Regions from separate parts of the Triticum aestivum genome. Here region 2 is linked to region 1. A link is a contact called in public Hi-C data. All regions are on one chromosome and are shown on one strand. Each heading gives the region's core, a stretch centred on a gene start, on an enhancer-like site or on the middle of the called end of the contact. The rest is flanking DNA. Distances are from core to core; before and after follow the strand shown.

The links. A called contact is a pair of places that touch in the nucleus more often than the background predicts.
Region 2: a contact with region 1 is called in a Hi-C map of leaf, with 9 times the contacts expected there. The contact joins the promoter of LOC123060560 here to the promoter of LOC123060551 in region 1. A contact is called at or near these places in 3 of 5 Hi-C or Micro-C datasets (leaf and an unstated tissue) and 1 of 1 datasets of contacts at active chromatin or transcription factors (leaf).

What each region holds. Positions count from the first base shown.
Region 1 is chr1A:500,692,511-500,696,129 of IWGSC CS RefSeq v2.1, forward strand. It overlaps LOC123060551 (F-box protein At5g46170), which reads right to left and starts at 1,629. Exons shown (of 2, transcript XM_044483318.1): 1 at 1,247-1,629; 2 at 1-1,106. The coding sequence starts at 992.
Region 2 is chr1A:500,938,689-500,942,307 of IWGSC CS RefSeq v2.1, forward strand. It overlaps LOC123060560 (spindle assembly checkpoint component MAD1), which reads right to left and starts at 2,045. Exons shown (of 3, transcript XM_044483342.1): 1 at 1,837-2,045; 2 at 1,055-1,191. The coding sequence starts at 1,098.

The DNA.
Region 1 (3,619 bases), core at 379-2,878:
GCTCCAGAGATGAATGCGTCGGTTTCCTTGCGGCTGATATGGCCGCCATTGCTTCCCTCGGTGGAGGGCTTGATAGCAACCAGTGTAGCACCCTGCAGCGCAATTCCTCCAGGCAGCTCGAGATATGGCGCGTATTTCAGCTTCATGTTGCAGGCCGGGACCTGGGTCCTGTTGGAGCATGCCGAGGCCGACAGTTGGTTCTCTCTGAACTCCTTCAGCTGCTCTGCTCCCATGGTCAGCGTGCCCTGGCCATCGGCATCAGTCAGCACCAAGCTCACAAGTGTGGGGTGCTCCTTGATGATCGACCGGAGAAGATAATGCCTCGTCGACGCAGCGATGAGGGAGCTGATCGTCCACACGACGCGGAGCTTGAGCCCGCCATTGGTATAGAAAGACTCCGGCATGCTCCCGTTGTCCTCCGAAGACGGCTCATGCTCTGCGCCAACAGGCTTGCGGTCAACCCTGGTGCCCCCAAGGATGACACAGTTCTGAAGCGTGCTCCCGTACTCTGCCCGCCATTTCAGGAGCACCCCGTCCTCGGTGCCGACATCCCCGGAAGGGAGCTCGATGTGGAGGTTCCGCACGTGCGTGAAGCTCCGGAGCACCTGCGCCGGCGAGTGGTGCGCGAGCTGCGGGAAGAGCGGCCGCCCGGCGCCGTTGGGGCCGCGCGCGCTGTGGAAGGGCTTGATGATCGTGAAGAGCATCAGCTTGAGGAAGTGGGAGAGGATGTTCCGGGGCTTGGGCGAGATCAGGTTGAGGGCGTCCTCGCCGTCGCCGTCGACCGCCACGACGCGGTCGATCTTGACGCAGACGTCGTGGACGTGGGGCACGAGCCCGTTGAACCGCTTGGACGCCGCGGAGCAGCGGCCGAGGGAACGCACGTCCTCCACTTTGTTGAGGATGAGCAGGACGAGCGAGTCCGGCAGGCAGTCGAAGAGATCGAGCTCGAAGTCGAGCGCCGGGTCCGCGTGGATTCGGGCCTTGGGAAGCATCGCGCCGCCGGAAGGCCGGGAATGGCAGGAACGGGCTGCTCGACCTTGGCTCTTCGGATGGCTCGCGCAATGGCAGCAACGGCCCGCCAAATCGACGCGACGCGACGCGGCCGCCTGAAGGAAAGGAGAAGGGGAACAGCTCAGAACACGCACGGGAAACATTAGAGACATGGATGAAGCAGAATCACCATCAATAATCAAAGGGAACCTCAAATGAGGAACCGGGAGAGTGGAATCACCAATCTTTTACATACCTCAGTCGCCGGTCGCCACCGCCGCCGCAGCCGCGTCAACCAGCCCAGGCGAGCAAATCGGGGGCGGAGCCGAACCGAGACCCGCGCTCTCCTCCGGAGCAGGGCCGGATCCGACGCCGGCGAGCGCCCGGGAGGCCAGGGAGCAACCCGAAAACTCGCCGCAATTCCCCGCCCGACCGACAGCTCCTCCGCCTCCGGCGAGCCGACGCGCCCCAAGGCTCCGATCCGGCGGGCTCCCGGCGCCAATCAGGCGAGGCTGCTGGCTAGCGTTTATCGGAGGCGAGGCGAGAGAGATTGGGGATATTTTTCTCCTCTGCTCTCCTCCCGGCGGCAGTTGTTTTTTTCTGGCTCGTGCGGTCGCTTCTGCTCTGCTCTCCGGCACCACTCGACGGTGGGCGGCTTTTAATATCGGCCCGGAGGACGGGGGCGGTGGCGCCGTCAACAGGTAACGGCTCCCCGCAGTTAACCCAAGCGGCGGTGGCGCGCCGTTGGTTGATGGGTAACGGCGGGGGAGCCGTTACTCCCGGTCCACGTCAGCGCGGGGGAGGGTGGTGTGTGGTGCGACAAAGCACCCACAGTTTTCTCAGAGAAATATAAAGAGTTAAATGCACGGGCGGTCCTAAAAGTTTCATCGGGGTGTCACTTTAATCCTAATTCTTTCAAAATGCATCTTTAGGTCCTCATTCTTTAGTAAGTGGTTCATGCGAGGTTCTTTTTCCATGAGCGCTCATTGCCCTGCACGTGTGGCGCGTTGACCCACGCCACGTCGACATAGGGCCCAACCGCCAGGTGAGAAAATTACACTGGAGGTCCTAAAAGTTTCTAGGCAGTGTCACTTTAGTCCTACTTCTTTCAAAATGCATGTTTAAATCCTAATTCTATAGTAAGTGGTTCACGCGGGGTCCTTTTTTGCACGATCTTTCTCTGACATGCTTGCGTGCATTGACCCATGTCATGTCAACTTAGAGGCCGTTGTGGTTGTTCTTTTTTTTTAGAGAAAGCCCCTTGTACCCTCCCCCTCTTGACATTTCCCACCTCTCTCTCTCATGCCCACACCGTCACCATGGCTGGGGCAGTAAGCTCCTCGGCAAGGAAGCGAGTGACGAAGAGGAGCATTGCAGCAGCGTCGGCAGCGTTGCCTCCTCCACAAGCTATAGAATGATCGTGCGAAAAAGGACCTCACATGAACTACTTACTATAGAATTAGAACGTAAACGTGCGTTTTGAAAAAAAATAGGACTAAAGTGACTGCTCAGAAACTTTTAGGATCACCAGTGTATTTTCCTTGCCAGCCAGTTGGGCCCTTTGTCGACGTGGCATGGGTCAACGTGCCACGCGGGCAAGTCAACGAGCACTCGTGGAAAAAGGACCTCAAGTGAACCACTTACTAAAGAATTAGGATCTAAAGGTGCATTTTGAAAGAATTAGGACTAAAGTGACACCTTGATGAAACTTTTAGGACCTCCAGTACATTTAACTCAAATATAAAAGGAGGCACCCAATTTAAATATGGGTCTGTATAGAACACATCTAGATATGACATAATTATGTCACATCTAACCTTGTGTCCATTATATTTGTGATCTATTTTTTTGTTCTAATTTTTTTATTCCTTATTGCTGCGTTATTTATGGAAGCTTAGATGTGACATCCTTAGAAAATATCTAGATGTAAATTACACAAACTGTTTAAACATTCGTACCTATGAATATTCGCGCACACATACTATCTCTATGATCACCTCGAATGGTCGAGTCGATAAATAATTACCGCATTCTCACCTCTTAAACTAATTTGAACCTTGAACAAAAATACTTAGTCGCAGGGTTTCTTTGCCTTCCGCAAGCGCCACCGTCGATCTGCCTTGTCTCCGGTGACTTTTTAGGGCAATGGCGATGTGGTGGATCCTGACCATGGCTTGCGGGAGGCTCTATTTTTATACGTTCTTCGAGTTTTAGGCCTCTTTTGGTTCATAGGATAGGATTATCATAGGAATAGGAATCTTGTAGGAAATGAGATGATGTGTATCTCAAATTCTATGAGTAGGAATAGGAAACAAGATGTCATTTGGTTGACATCAAAGGAATTTTTCCATTGAGTCTAGGCTCTTTTTTATTTTTCTATGAAATGTGGAGGATAGGAACCAATCCTATGTAGGAATAGGAATCCATTCCTATGAACCAAAGGGCTCTAAAGGAAAAAATCCTATAAGAATCATATCCTCTAGAATTCCTATGAAATTCCTCTAAACCAAAGGAGGCCTTATTAGGATTTGTGTCCCGCTTAGGAAGACGAGATGGCGGCAGCTCCTGAAGATGAAATAAGGTTCTCCCCGCTTAGCCCCTATCCCGGTGGTGTGTCTAGCATCATAGG
Region 2 (3,619 bases), core at 795-3,294, 250 kb after region 1:
CCCGGACGGACCCATGGACGGTGCCGGAAAGCTTCTTTCCGGACTCTTTTCTTTGGTCCCTGCGGTGGTGTTCATGATGGTAACAGGTCGGTTCTTGAATTTTCTCTTCTCAAAACACCAGGTCGGTTCTTTAATTGGTGCACCGAATTTAGTTGCGTCAGAGCAATGCCTTTTTTTGAGAAGATATTCTTTTTCTCTCCAGTGTTAATAAGTTGTTCACATGACAACATCATGCTTCTTTATAAATATAATGATGATATAATAGCAATGCTTAAACCAGTGATGAAGTTAGTTAGATGACTGCAATGATGTTTCATTTATAATACTATTGGGCTTGTGATATCCATGCTCAAATAGTCAAATGGATAATGAGTTTGGTGCGTTGTGTACACTGCCTGTGTTCCAAACAGGTCCAAAGTAGGTCTTGACTCCTGAATTTCCGAGTCCAATGACTTCCATATCAACTCATAACCTTTTTTATACAACAGCCTCAGAGGGTAGTACGTACCCAGAAACCTCAAAAATATACTCCCTCCGTCCGGAATTACTTGTCATCCTTTTCTGCGACAAGTAATTCCGGACGGAGGGAGTACATGGGAGAGAGGCTTTTATGCTCATGTAAAACCCCATCTGTAAATACCATTGATCTAGCACAACCCAGTGCTGCTCTTTGCTGCGCATACAAAAACTCGGCACAGCGAGAGTAGGCAGAATCACACAAAAGAACAGAAAGAATACCTACTTAAACCTGTATTCTACCATATATCTATCTATACAGCATATGCGATCCAAACTCACGATGATCACCAAATCTAATCATATGTACAGATACTCATCTGACTGTACAATCCTAATAAGCTCCCGCAGATTACCAAATGCATTCCTCCCAGAACTCTCTGCTCCGATGTAGTTCAAGAGCTGCTCCGTATCCTAACCACCCATCATTGAAAATGTGGACAGCAAGCAGTCTTAGTTTGCTTGGGAAACTGGATTAAACAAAGATTGCAGCGACAAACAGGGAGATGGAATACAAGACTGTATGGAGAACACACACCTTTTGCAACAAGTGAATGGCGTAGGATGCCTTTGTCGAGTCATCTTGATATTCCAAGAAAAGGGGATAATCTGTTAGTTTTGAGTCAGCGCTGCCGACCCTTCGATGTTCCGTTGAACCCATGGATGATGCTTCAGCTGAAGGCAAACGATCACCGACATAAGATCGTGATCCTCCAAAGCGCAAAGGATATCGGAGGGGAATGTCAAGATATGAAGCAATAAGCAAGACTGCCTACAGGAAATTAACAAAGTGAGCAACTTGTGATTCTAACTCTTTTGAACTCCACACAAAATTAACATGGTAAGCAAGTAGTGATTTTAACTCTAGTGGCTGCACCTATAAAATCTAGTGTGCAGATGCAGGCAGATAAGATTCTAACTCTTTTGAACTCCACACCAAATTAACATGGTAAGCAAGTAGTGATTTTAACTCTAGTGGCTGCACCTATAAAATCTAGTGTGCAGATGCAGGCAGATAACTTACACTCCTATCATAGTGTAGGCTTGATACCATGGAACCACTAAATCTGGAAGGGCCACAATTTATATTGTATTCCAAACTAATGCATGAAAAACTCAATGCTCTTCTTTTTTGATCTTTACCACTGGATCTATTAAAAACTATACCAAAAAATCGGCAGCCCAAGAAATATTTTTTGTATTTTCTTCTTGAAGCATGACAACTGGCCTAGCTAGGCTGGGATATATGTGCTACATCAAATGTATTGTCTATTTGTCTTAATATTTTGTTGTGCAGGAGCATTGGGCAGACAAACTTACATGTGCTGCATATCCAAGCACAGCTGCTGACCTCTGAAGCTCCTTGTGACTGTAACTTGGCTGCTTTGTCTTGGGCTTTCCAATTTGCCAACCAAAAAATGTCAAGGGGCCAACATGTGGAGATTTGATAATGCTGAGTAAATGTCTTCCATTTCCATTCATTTCTTGCGGAAGTGCCCCATTCTCTTCCGAAGGTGTTCGGCACTCTCCTGAAAATGTGGTGTCATTTCATCATAAACGGTTACATGAAGTGAGATATAAGGATCGACTGTGTTTTTAATTAGCTCTCTGACTCGTATAAAAACCAGAGCAAAAATAAAATAAAATTCATGTGACAACATGATTGTTCATTGCTTATCTATGGGCCTGTGGGGCATATACGCTAAAATCATGCACATCGTATCAAGCATTGTTGCTCAGGGGAGGCACATGAGTACTGAATTCTCACCATTGGTACGGGAATGGTGGTTCTCTGCAGCCGGCAGGTCTCGGAAGACCCTGACAGGGTACAGGGCGGCGACCTGGGCTACCATGGACTGCTGCCTCGTCCTGAGCAGCCTCTGCAGATCCCCAAGCCGCGCCTTCTCCGCGGATTTCAACTCTTTGGCTTCCTGCGATCAATCAGGAGGAGACGGATTAGATATCGGACCAAACGCAGGCAGCCAGAACACCCAATGCATTCCGGTGTCGCGTGGAGAGGAAGAAACGGGCGGGCGGGCAGGTACCTGCACTTGGCGGTGCGCGGCGGCGAGGGCCCTGGAGAGCGGCAGCACCCGCTCGATCTGCGCCTGCATCTGCTCCTTGCGCCGTTCCACGCCCTCGGCGGCCCTCCGCCTGGCGACGGCGAGCTCGTCCGCGCGCGCCCGCCGCCGCTCCAGCCGCCGGCTCAGCTCGTCCAGCGCCGCGCCCTGCCGCACCGACTCCCTCCTCACCTGCAGCAGCAGCAGGATCAGGCCACGCTCGACAAAAGGGGGCGCGACGAGCGGGGCGGAAGCAAAGCGAGCGAGCGAGAAGCATTCTCACCTCGAGCGCGGCCTCGAGGCGGCGCGCCAGGCGTGCCCGTTCCTCCGCCGCGGCCGCGAGCTCCGCGGCGAGGGCGCCGGCCCGCTCGAGGCTTCCCCGGAGGTCCGGCCACGCGACCGACTTCTCGGAGTTGGGATCCGGCCCGGCCCTGGCGCTCATCCCGGCGCGCGCGATGGAGATCGTACTAGTAGGCGGCCCGCGGCGGCGGCGGCGCCCATGGTCCTGGCCCGCCGTGACGAGGCCGGGGCCGAGGCGTGTGCCGTACTACTGGTAACTGGCGGCGGCAGGAAGCAAGCGAGCGAGGCGAACCCACGCAAGGGAGAAGGGCTCGGTCGGTCGGTCGGTGGCGTCCGAGGAGAGGGGGCAGCGCCAGCGCGTGCGTTTTTGTTTTTTTTGGGCTGGGAGTTTGTCTCGGCGACGCGACCGCGGGCGGGCGGGCCGTGGGGAAGGGGGAGGGTGCCGACAAGCGTGCCGCTGCCCCGTCAGCGCGCGGGGCCCGGCCAGCGAGGCGGACAGGTCGACCGCCCGGAATTAACTGCGGCACGGCGATCGGGCGCCACGTGCCGATTTCTTTATCGCCGTTGGCGCTCGTCGGAATGGCCCGTCGACCGTGCGTGCGTGGTGTGACGGCGAGTCGGCGACGGTGCCGACCGACTGAGCCAAGTTGGTGATGCTGTGGCTTTGTCATTGATGGAGTGACGCTCCCGTAGCTGTCCTGTCACCGTCCGGGGCGACGCCTCGCCTCACCGGCAAAAAAACA